2 separate regions of the Pan troglodytes genome follow, and region 1 is linked to region 2. Evidence: chromatin contacts called from public HiChIP or PLAC-seq data. All regions are on one chromosome and are shown on one strand. The core of a region is the stretch at or near the end of the contact, and the rest is flanking DNA. Distances in the headings are between cores, read along the strand shown. Region 1 holds the start of NOSIP (nitric oxide synthase interacting protein). Region 2 holds the start of RPS11 (ribosomal protein S11).

Evidence for each region. HiChIP or PLAC-seq counts read pairs in DNA pulled down with a chosen protein or histone mark.
Region 1: an H3K4me3 HiChIP or PLAC-seq map of stem cell-derived excitatory neurons shows a contact between it and region 2, with 3 times the contacts expected there. The contact joins the promoter of NOSIP here to the promoter of RPS11 in region 2. A contact is called at or near these places in 1 of 7 Hi-C or Micro-C datasets (induced pluripotent stem cells), 1 of 1 datasets of contacts at active chromatin or transcription factors (stem cell-derived excitatory neurons) and 1 of 1 other capture datasets (stem cell-derived neural stem cells).

The regions. Positions count from the first base shown.
Region 1 is chr20:52,531,524-52,536,710 of NHGRI_mPanTro3-v2.0_pri, reverse strand. NOSIP (nitric oxide synthase interacting protein) reads left to right here and starts at 3,928. Exons shown (of 9, transcript XM_016936553.3): 1 at 3,928-4,027. PRRG2 (proline rich and Gla domain 2) reads right to left here and starts at 3,910. Exons shown (of 8, transcript XM_003953565.6): 1 at 3,837-3,910; 2 at 3,061-3,126; 3 at 1,230-1,327; 4 at 817-992; 5 at 582-621. The coding sequence starts at 1,314.
Region 2 is chr20:52,447,844-52,452,823 of NHGRI_mPanTro3-v2.0_pri, reverse strand. RPS11 (ribosomal protein S11) reads right to left here and starts at 3,584. Exons shown (of 5, transcript XM_001173045.7): 1 at 3,370-3,584; 2 at 2,517-2,648; 3 at 2,246-2,321; 4 at 1,795-1,924; 5 at 154-331. The coding sequence starts at 3,384. The coding sequence ends at 208. It overlaps LOC112206491 (small nucleolar RNA SNORD35), which reads right to left and starts at 2,121; the gene lies at 2,035-2,121.

The DNA.
Region 1 (5,187 bases), core at 2,679-5,178, 84 kb before region 2:
TACCACAGCACTCCAGCCTGGGTGACACAGCGAGACCCTGTCTCAAAAATAAATAATTAAAGGCCTGGCGCGGTGGCTCACGCCTGTAATCCCAGCACTTTGGGAGGCCGAGGCGGGCAGATCACGATGCCAGGAGATCAACACCATCCTGGCTAACACGGTGAAACCCCGTCTCTACTAAAAATACAAAAAATTAGCCGGGTGTGGTGGTGGGTGCCTGTAGTCCCAGCTACTCGGGAGGCTGAGGCAGGAGAATGGCGTGAACCCGGGAGGCGGAGCTTGCAGTGAGCCGAGATCGCACCATTGCACTCCGGCCTGGGCAACAGAGCGAGACTCTGTCTCAAAAAAAAAAAAAAAACAGCAAAAATAAATATTTAAAAATAAAATAAGGTGTGGGGGGCTCCTCAGGCAAGCTGGGGTCTTAAGGGAGGGAACTCCTTTAGCAGCCAGCTTCAGAGAGCACAGAATTGGGGGGCAGACGATTCTTGTACCTAATTTGGGGTGGAGGACGTTGGTTTGGCCTCCCTGGGAAGGGACTACCTTAGCTGCACAGAACAAGATGGCTTCAGCCCCTCACTCACCTCCTTTGCCATTGTAGATGTAGCTCTCCCAAAAACGCTCCTTGAGGGGGAAGGAGTGGAAAAGAAGGGGAAAAAGCAGGAATTCAGCTGGGAGGTTCACACCCCCAAACTAGCCCATCCTGATTTCTGAGACACCAAGGAGGAGGGAGCTGAAGGCCAGAACCTACCCCTGCAACCTCCCCACAGGTATAGAGAAGAGAGAGGGCCCGAAACTCCAGGGTCTCGAGGCCCTCACCGTGAGAGTGTTGTCCTCAAAATACTCCCTGGCCTCTTCCCAGGAACACCTCTCTTCCAGACACTCCCGTTCCAGGTTCCCTGGTGTGAGCAGCTCCAGGTCCCAGTGGTTGGCTCTTGGAATCCGGGTATGGCTACTCAGGAAGCTCTGGGCCTCTGGGGGACCCAGGAAGACTTCTGGACCCAAAGACATGAGGGACAGAAAAATGGAGGGTCCCTAGGGCTGGAGTCATAGGGGGATGGAAAGCAGTGGGGTCCTGGAGGAAGGAGCAGGGGCTGGGAATCCAGACTCCTGGGTCTGAAGGAGGAAGGGGCTGGGTCCTGGACTCCTGGAAGAGGAGGGACTAGAGACATTCCTGAGTCAGGGGGAGGCCAACGCCAAGTGTCTGGATACCACTTCCCCCAAACACTCACCTTGGTCTGTCTCCCCACTGGGTGAAGTATCCAGGCAGGTGGTTAATGCCATGTATAGCAGCAGCAGAGAGGGGTGGCCCCTCATATTTTCCAGACGCCTAGAACCAGGTTTGTTACAGCTGACAAGGGCCTTAGTCCCTGGGTAATGAGGCAGTGCCTCTCTGACTGGCCTCTGTGGTCCACGAATGGCAATAATAGCAGCCACTTACACAGCCTGTATTCTGTGCCAGATACTGTTTACCTATATAAACTCATTTTACTTTTTTTTTTTTTTGACATGGAGTCTCGCTCTGTCAGCCAGGCTGGAGTGCAGTGGCACAGTCTCAGCTAACTGCAACCTCTGTGTCCTGGGTTCAAGCGATTCTCGTGCCTCAGCCTACCAAGTAGCTGGGATTACAGGCATGCGCCACCACACCCGCTAATCTTTTTTTTTTGAGACAGAGTCTCGCTCTGTCACCCAGGCTAGAGTGCAGTGGTGCGATCTCCGCTCACTGCACACTCCACCCCCCAGGTTCATGCCATTCTCCTGCCTCAGCCTCCCGAGTAGCTGGGACTACAGGTGCCGGCCACCATGCCCGGCTAATTTTTTTGTATTTTTAGTAGAGATGGGGTTTCACTGTGTTAGTCAGGATGGTCTCGATCTCCTGACCTCGTGATCCGCCCGCCTCAGCCTCCCAAAGTGAATTTTCATATTTTTAGTAGAGATGGGGTTTCACCATGTTGGCCAGGCTGGTCTTGAACTCCTGACCTCAAGTGATCTGCCTGCCTCAGCCTCCCAAAGTGCTAGTGCTGGGATTACAGGCGTGAGCCACTGTGCCCGGCCTCAACTCATTTTACTTTTCACAGGAGTCATACAAAAATTAGCCAAGCGTGGTTGTGGGCGCCTGTAATCCCAACTACTTGGGAGGCTGAGCCAGAATAATCACTTGAAAGGGGAGGCAGAGGTTGCAGTGAGCCGAGACTGTGCCACTGCACTCCAGCCTGGGTGACAGAGCGAGATTCCATGTCAAAAACAAAACAAAACAAAACTTTTCACAGGAGTTTTTTTTTTGTTTTGTTTTGTTTTGTTTTTTAGACAGAGTCTCGCTCTGTCACCCAGGCTGGAGTGCAGTGGCGCTATCTCAGCTCACTGTGACCTCTGCCTCCTGGGTTCAAGCGATTCTCCTGACTCAGCCTCCCAGGTAGTTGAGATTACAGGTGCGCACCACCACGCCTGGCTAATTTTTTGTATTTTTAGTAGAGATGGGGGTTCACCATGTTGGCCAGGCTGGTCTCAAACTCCTGACCTCAAGTGATCCACCTGCCTCGGCCTCCCAAAGTGCTGGGATTACAGGTGTGAGCCACTGCGCCCGACCAGGAGTCCTATTATTATCCCCAGTATAGAGAACAGGAAACTGAGGCACAGAGAGGTAATATAGCTTGCCGAAGGTCACACAGTGTGCAAGTGTGAGAGCCAGGATTTCAGTGAAGGCAGTGTCCGCCAGAGAAGAAAGCAAGGAGCAGGCAGCTTATCTTTCTTTCCCCACTGTGTCTACAGCACCTGACACAGATGCTTATAAACATGTCCACTGGTGATCTGGAGTCTTCCCTTCCTGGTAATTTCCACTTGTGCCTCTTTCTGTGCTCATTGTCACATCCACCCACAGACAACAAAGATTACGAGAGAGGCAGAGGCAGGGGATTAGTTATGTTATTGAGTCTAGGGACCTAAGTGGGCAGGGGCCCTGGACTCCTGGGCCTAGGAGCCCCAAACTTCTGGGTCTCGGAGGGGCGGGGAGCCAGGATGCCTGGGTCCCCAAGCCAGGCTCTTCCTCCAGGGACATTCACTTACCTGCCCAGAAATGTGAGCACTGCCCCTTCCTCTTTAATCGAGAACTCCTTGGCCAGCTACAGCCAGCTGTGAAGGGGGACAGGGAAGAGGGGAGGGGATAAGGAGGAGGGGCGCCCCACTCCCGGTAACCAGGCCTGATCCCGGTTTCTGGCAGGTGGGCGGAACTTGCCATTACCTGCCCTGGGCGGGACTCAGGTAAGGGACAAAGTATTTAAAGGGACCTTGGGATAAAGGACTTAAAGGCCAGAGCTCCATGAGGAAGCCAAGGTGTCGAATACCATGGGGTACTTGGGGGATTAGATTCGACCCTCCTCCTCCCTCCCGACCCCTACCCGCTCTGGCTCTCCCCTGGGAGTTCGTCTGTCCGAGCTAGAAAAATTAATGCCTAGGTCTCTAGGTATCTAGAAACTAGCGGGAACGATATGCCTTAGTCCCTGGGACAGCTGGGCAGTGCCGCAGTAAATCCCTGTTTCCTGAGAGCGACTTGAACGGCTTTGATTTTCAATTTCCCAATGGCTCTGTCTGTAAAATGGGAGCGTAGTTGTCTCTTCTCAATTGTTTAAAGATGCAGCAAGAAAAGTGGATGATATATTTGGGAAAGTGGGCTTCCCGATCTCTAGGGGAAGTGACTAGTCCTTAAATTTGGGCTTGGAGAGACTCAAAACCTGGGAACCATGCAGGAAAAAACGATCTCCCTGGGAAATGCCTAGTACATAGTAAGCGTTCCCCATATTCCCACCAGTTTCAGTATCCGGAACTTTCGATTAGCTACTCACGTTTCCGGAGAGAGAAAGAGAAGAGAGGACTTGAGCAAGCCAGGCGAGGCACTTCCGCAACTAGGGGCAGCTCTACTTCCGGTGCCTTCTGCTGGGCGGAAGTGGGCGGAGCGGAGGGGGAAAATAGTGCTCCTTTCCGGTATCGGGGCACAGTTGAAGAAGCGACCGAGGGACTGGGAGTCGTTAGTGAGGTGAGTTCGAGGCGGTGCAGGAAGAGTGTTGCTGGGATCGCTTTCCTGCGGGCTAGAGGCCTGGGGTCTTGAGGGAGACTGGGGCAAGATTTTGGATTCCCGATTCCCTGTCAATCATTATTAATACAGCTGTCCGGGCGCCCCAAGTTTGAAGCTGAACTACACTCTGCTGGAGGTGGCCAACCGTCCATCGGGCAGTTCTCTCTCTCTTTGTCTCTCTCTCTCACTATAAACTCAGTCAAGTGGTAGCTAGCATCGGCCAGTTCTCCTGAGAGTTACAGTTCTGCTGTAGATGATGGCTATTTGCTGGTGGTCCCAAGGGAAGGAGTGGACTGGGATTGCTGGGGGTCTGAGGAGTGGGAGTTGAGGAAAGAGAACTCCTTTCCTGGCCTCAGTTTCTCAGACTATGGTGGGACGGCGGGCGATACTAGATTGTGCAGTCATCCATCGCCACCTTCTCTTCACCTTTTTGACAGCCCCTTCCCTCTCGGGGTTGGTGCAGGGATTCACGTTTTCTTGTGTGGAGCTTCGGGGTCAGGCAGTCATGGATTCCCATTCTGATTGTGCTGCTAATTCTGTGAACTTGGGGCTTGAACGGTCCTTGAGGCAGTTTGATGTTAATGTTTTCTTATGAAAATGTTCAAACTTATATAAAAGTGAGAGAAGAATACAGGAATTCCTGTCACCCAAATCACCAATGATTATTTTTGCCATACTTGCTGTATTTTTTTAAACTTAAAGAGATTAAAACAAATCGTAGGCATCATGACACTTAAGGATTGTCAAAAGACAAAATTGCAACACATTTAGTGAGAAGATCTTAATTGGCATTTATTCGTGAATCTACAATCAACATCTAATTATGGAAAATAGCGTGAGTGTTCCAATGAGCTGAGCAGAGGTTGTTTTCAGAGACAAAGGGCTGAGAAAATCAGAAACGGAAAACAAAAAGCTAGTTGATTAAATTGATTAACTTGATTAAATTTCTAAGTTAAAGGTTAAAGTAGAGGGGACTTCCTTTATCAGGTGGGCTAAAACTGGGTTGTTTGGGGATTTGGCTATTATCTCTCTCCTGATATCTCAGAAGATCAGATATCAACTTAGTTTTGGCTTGGAAGCATGGAACTTTAGCATGAGTGTCTCCATTTTGGTTTGGTCTG
Region 2 (4,980 bases), core at 2,335-4,834:
GGGGAAGGCAGGCATCTCAGTTCAGGCTCCACTGTCCTCACCCACAGACACGGGCAGGCGGCCTCTCTGACAGCAGCTCTGCCCAATTCCCCGAGGCACACCCCCACCCCCACCAATGCTCTGGTAAAGGCGCGGAAGATCCCAAGTCTGGCCTGGGAATGAGAAAATAACTTTATTTCATTGTGGGGAGCGGGCCGATGTCCAGCCTCAGAACTTCTGGAACTGCTTCTTGGTGCCGGCAGCCTTGGTGACCTTGAGCACGTTGAAGCGCACTGTCTTGCTCAGAGGCCGGCACTCACCCACTGTGACGATGTCACCGATCTGGACGTCCCTGTGGAGGCAGGTAGGGCCATGTCCTCAGGAGGGGCCACCCCAGCAGACCCCAGGAGGCCCTCCCTCCCCTTCACCAGGCTGAAAGCTCTCTGCTTCGGCTCCACCAAACCCCAACCAAGCTCTACTCGCCAATTCAACCTGTCCCCTCCTTTCGTACAAATTTTGTGCCAAGCACCAAGCTCAACGCTGTACACAGAGCAGGCCACCACCCCTCCGAGGACCGCTGGGGTGGACGAGCTCCATTTCACAAGCAAACTGGAGGCCCCCAAGTTGTCAGCAGCCTCACCACCCTTCCCCAGCAGAGCAGCAGGGGGATCCTGCAGCACTGACAACCACAGGTCCCTTATCGCTCAGCATCAGTTTGGGCCACCCTCCTCCCCACCCACAGAACTCCTCACCTTGCTCCCAAGATCCTCCCCGCCCAGAGGGCCACCAATATCAGCTGCCCACATCCCCATTCTGGTTATATTTGGCTGTCATCTGGCACTCACACTGCTTGAAGGTGCCCTCTGAGGGAGCAGGACTTTGTTCCTGGCTCACCACTGAACCCCAAACATCTCACACCAAACCTGGCACGTGATAAGCTCTAACTGAAACATGCTGAGGGAATGAACAAACGTTTAATTCCAACATTTCTGAGGTTCCCATCTGGTATAACATCCTAACCTTTTGGTTCCAACGCACCTGCCTATTACAGGTTCAGCACCCTAATCCAAAAATTCTGAAATGCTGCAAAATCTGAATTTGTGTGTGTGTGGGAGAGACAGGGTCTTACTCTGTTGCCCAGGCCGGAGAGCAGTGCTGCCATCTCGGCTCACTGCAGCCTCCACTTTCTGGGCTCAAGCAATCCTCCCACCCCAGCCGCCTGAGGACCTGAGACTACAGGCACATGCTACCACACCTGGCAAACTTGTATTTTTTGTAGAGAGAGGGTTTTGCCATGTTGCCCAGGCTGGTCTCAAACTCCTGGGCTCAAGGGATCCTCCTGCCTCAGCCGCCTACAGTGCTGGGATTACTGGCTTGAGCCACGGTGCCTGGCTAGAATCTGAAACTTTTTCAATACCAGCGTGACACCTTTGCTTTCCAATGGTTCAATGTACGCAAACTTTGTTTCACACACAGAATTATAAAACGCACTGCGTAAGACTACTTTCAGGCTATGTGAATAAGGTGTATATGAAACAAATGAGCTTCTTGTTTAGACCTATGCCACATCCCCAAAACATCTATGTATGCGAGAACATTCCAAAATCTGGTTCCAAGCATTTCAGGTAGAGATATTCACCCTGTAGAACGCTTTGATTCTGAAGAACATATGATATACAAATCCTGAGATTCTGGGGCTTCCCAGAGATGCCACCTCAGTCTTTCCCTCCCTCAGTTGGCCTTAAATTGGTCCGACCTGGAATCTGAAGGCTGAGAGAGCGTGGCCTGAGCAACCTGATGGGCCACTGCGCTCACCTGAAGCAGGGGGACAGGTGTACAGACATGTTCTTGTGGCGCTTCTCGAAGCGGTTGTACTTGCGGATGTAGTGCAGATAGTCTCGGCGGATGACAATGGTCCTCTGCATCTTCATCTTGGTCACCACGCCTAGGAGCGGGGGCCGATCACAGGTCAGGTCCCATGGGAAAGAGGGCCACAGGTAACCCAGGGCATGCTGGGACTCAGAAGCAGCTGAGCTGGGATCCCAAAAAGCCCCATTTCCGGCATCAGTTTTACCAAGTGGCTTTCTCAGCAGTGCCCACGTGGGCATCTGAAGACCATCGTGAAAACAGACATCATCTGCCAATTTACCTAGACCTACAAGTTTGCATTCCTAACCACCCCTCTCACCCAGGACCCAGGAGTCTGGGCCCCAAGACCCTTCTTTCAGTATTTCAGGCCCCAGACACCAGTAACTCCCGCACTTACCAGAGAGGATCCGCCCTCGAATGGACACATTACCAGTGAAGGGGCATTTCTTGTCAATGTAGGTGCCCTCAATAGCCTGAAAGGATAGGAAAGATAAAGGAGTGAGCCTTGGGCGGGCGGTTCCTTAAAAGAGCCAGGGGCGTGGCCTCAGGGAAGCAACTACAATTCCCAGCAGCCCCAGAAGCCACTTAGATGCAGGCAGGGCAACTCGTCGTGGGCACACGTGCAGGAACGCCACGGTCCCCTTCTTTCTTCTGAGGTTCCCCCGCACCTCCTTGGGTGTCTTGAAGCCCAGACCGATGTTCTTGTAGTACCGCGGGAGCTTCTCCTTGCCAGTTTCTCCCAGCAGGACCCTCTTCTTGTTTTGAAAGATGGTCGGCTGCTTTTGGTAGGCACGCTCAGTCTACAGATATGAGGAGAAAACTGATGAGCTGCTAAGTTTGAAGCCGGCAGCCAACCAGCCCTAGAGACCTTCCCAGAACCTCCCAGACCCCATGCTCTACATTTACTTGCAAAGCGCCGGCGTCCAAGGCCTGGTGCCCCAGAATCACCCTCTAAGACATGACCACCCTGACCTTACCTGTAATTCATACTCAGATCTAAGCCCGAGGTTATTTCAATTGATATACTCCAGAAGGCCTCTCAGGGCTTGCAAAATTCATCCTCTAAACCAGGATCAACCCTCTCACACCCTGGACACCTTTCAGCGAGGATCATTCTCCAAGACCCAAGATCGCCCACCCAGCATTCACTCCTTATGTAGTACATAAGGATTCAGAATTAAATAACAGACGGCAGGCTCCCTGGATTAGCCCTTAGGAGTCCGTTTCCACAGAATTACCCCTGAAGACCGGAGAACTCCAAAAAAACCTTCTTAAACTTGGTTTTTAAGAAGGTAAGTCCTAAAACGCTGGAGCCTCCATTAACGCCAGGAGCCCCCAGGAATTAGGAAGCACTCATCTAGAAACAAAAGCAAGCGCCCTCCACTCCAGTTAATCTCTAGAAAATAATCACGGACGCCCGGAATTAACCCCCGAACTTGGCCGCCGGGCTCTGCCCTCCCGGACGCGCCCCTGAAGGCCAAGGCGGACCCCGTAGCCTGGCATCCAACCCCGAGCCCGCACCTGAATGTCCGCCATCTTCCCGGCCGCCTGAAAAAAAGAAAGCTGCAGCAGCGTCCGGGTTTCCTTATCGATTACGCAGGGGCTGGAGAGGAAGTGACGTAAGGAGAAACGCAGCACGGCCTTGGGCGGGGCCTCGAGAGCGGCTCTGATTGACAGGCTGCACTTAAACCAGCGGGCGATTCGGGCACCGTGAAGGACTGACGGGCGGGAAGTGGTAGACGGTGTCTCGCGAGAGTCTTAGGCCCCACAACGCCGGGCGCGATTATTTAGGCAGGGAAGATGTGACCAGCCTTCAGCCCGCCCGTATTATCGCGAGAGTCGTACGGAGTCCATCCTGTTTCGGCGTGGCGTAGGCTCCCGTGGGATTTGGATACCGCGTGGCTTTGTTCGTTCAGCCTTCAAACCGGATGAGGCGGCTGCCATCTTTTTGAAGGGCGGGCGGCCGGGGAGTGCTAGGAGCATGTGTGGCGGCGTCGCCATCTTTGTTAGGGGTAGGAGCTGCCCACGAACTTCAGAGGTGCAGTGAAAGTTACTCTCGGCCTAGCGCGGTGGCTCACGCCTGTAATCCCAACACTTTGGGAGGCTAAGGCAGGCGGATCACCTGAGGTCAGGGGTTCAGCACCAGCCTGGCCAACATGGTGAAACCCCGTCTCTACTAAAAATAGAAAAATTAGCCGGGCGTGGTGGCGGGCCCCTGTAATCCCAGCTACTTGGAAGGCTGAGGCAGGAGAATCGCTTGAACCTGGGAGGCGAAGGTTGCAGTGAGCTGAGATCGCGCCATGGCACTCCAGCCTGGCCGACAGACAGCCTGGGCGACAGAGCAAGACTCCGTATCAAACAAAACAAACAAACAAACAAAAAACGGGCTCGGTGGCTCACGCCTGTAATCCCAGCACTTTGGGAGGCCGAGGTGGGCGGATCACCTGAGGACAGGAGTTCGAGACCAGCCTGACCAACATGGAGAAACCCCGTCTCTACTAAAAATACAAAATTAGTCGGGCATGGTGGCGCATGCCTGTAATCCCAGCTACTCAGGAGGCTGAGGCAGGAGAATCTCTTGAACCTGGGAGGCGGAGGTTGCAGTGAGCCGAGATCGCGCCATTGCACTCCAGGCTGGGCAACAACAGCAAAACCGTCTCAAAAAAAAAAAAAAAAAAAGAAAGAAAGAAAGAAAGTTACTCTCGCCGAGTGCAGTGCGCCTCGCCTGTAATCCTAACACTTTGGGAGGTCGAGGGAGGAGGATCGCTTGAGCTGGGGAGGTCGTGGCTGCAGTGAGCTATCATTGCGCCACTGCACTCCAGCCTGGGCGACGGAGCGAGACCGTCTCAAAAAAAAAAAAAAAAAAAAGAAAAAAAGAAAAAGAAAGCTACTCTCTCCTCATTTCATCCGCAGACGATGATTTAATTGGTGCCAGGGGTTGGCGTGGAGCGATCCTTCTGCCGTTTTTCTGTAGATAACAGGATCGTCTAGTAGAACTTTATGTGATGGAAATTTTCTATATCTGCGCTGGTGGACACGGTAGTCACTGGCACTCGAAATGTGGCTTTTATGACTGAGGACATAAATGTTTAACTTTGTGTTATATCTAAATAGCCACATGTGGCTAAAGGC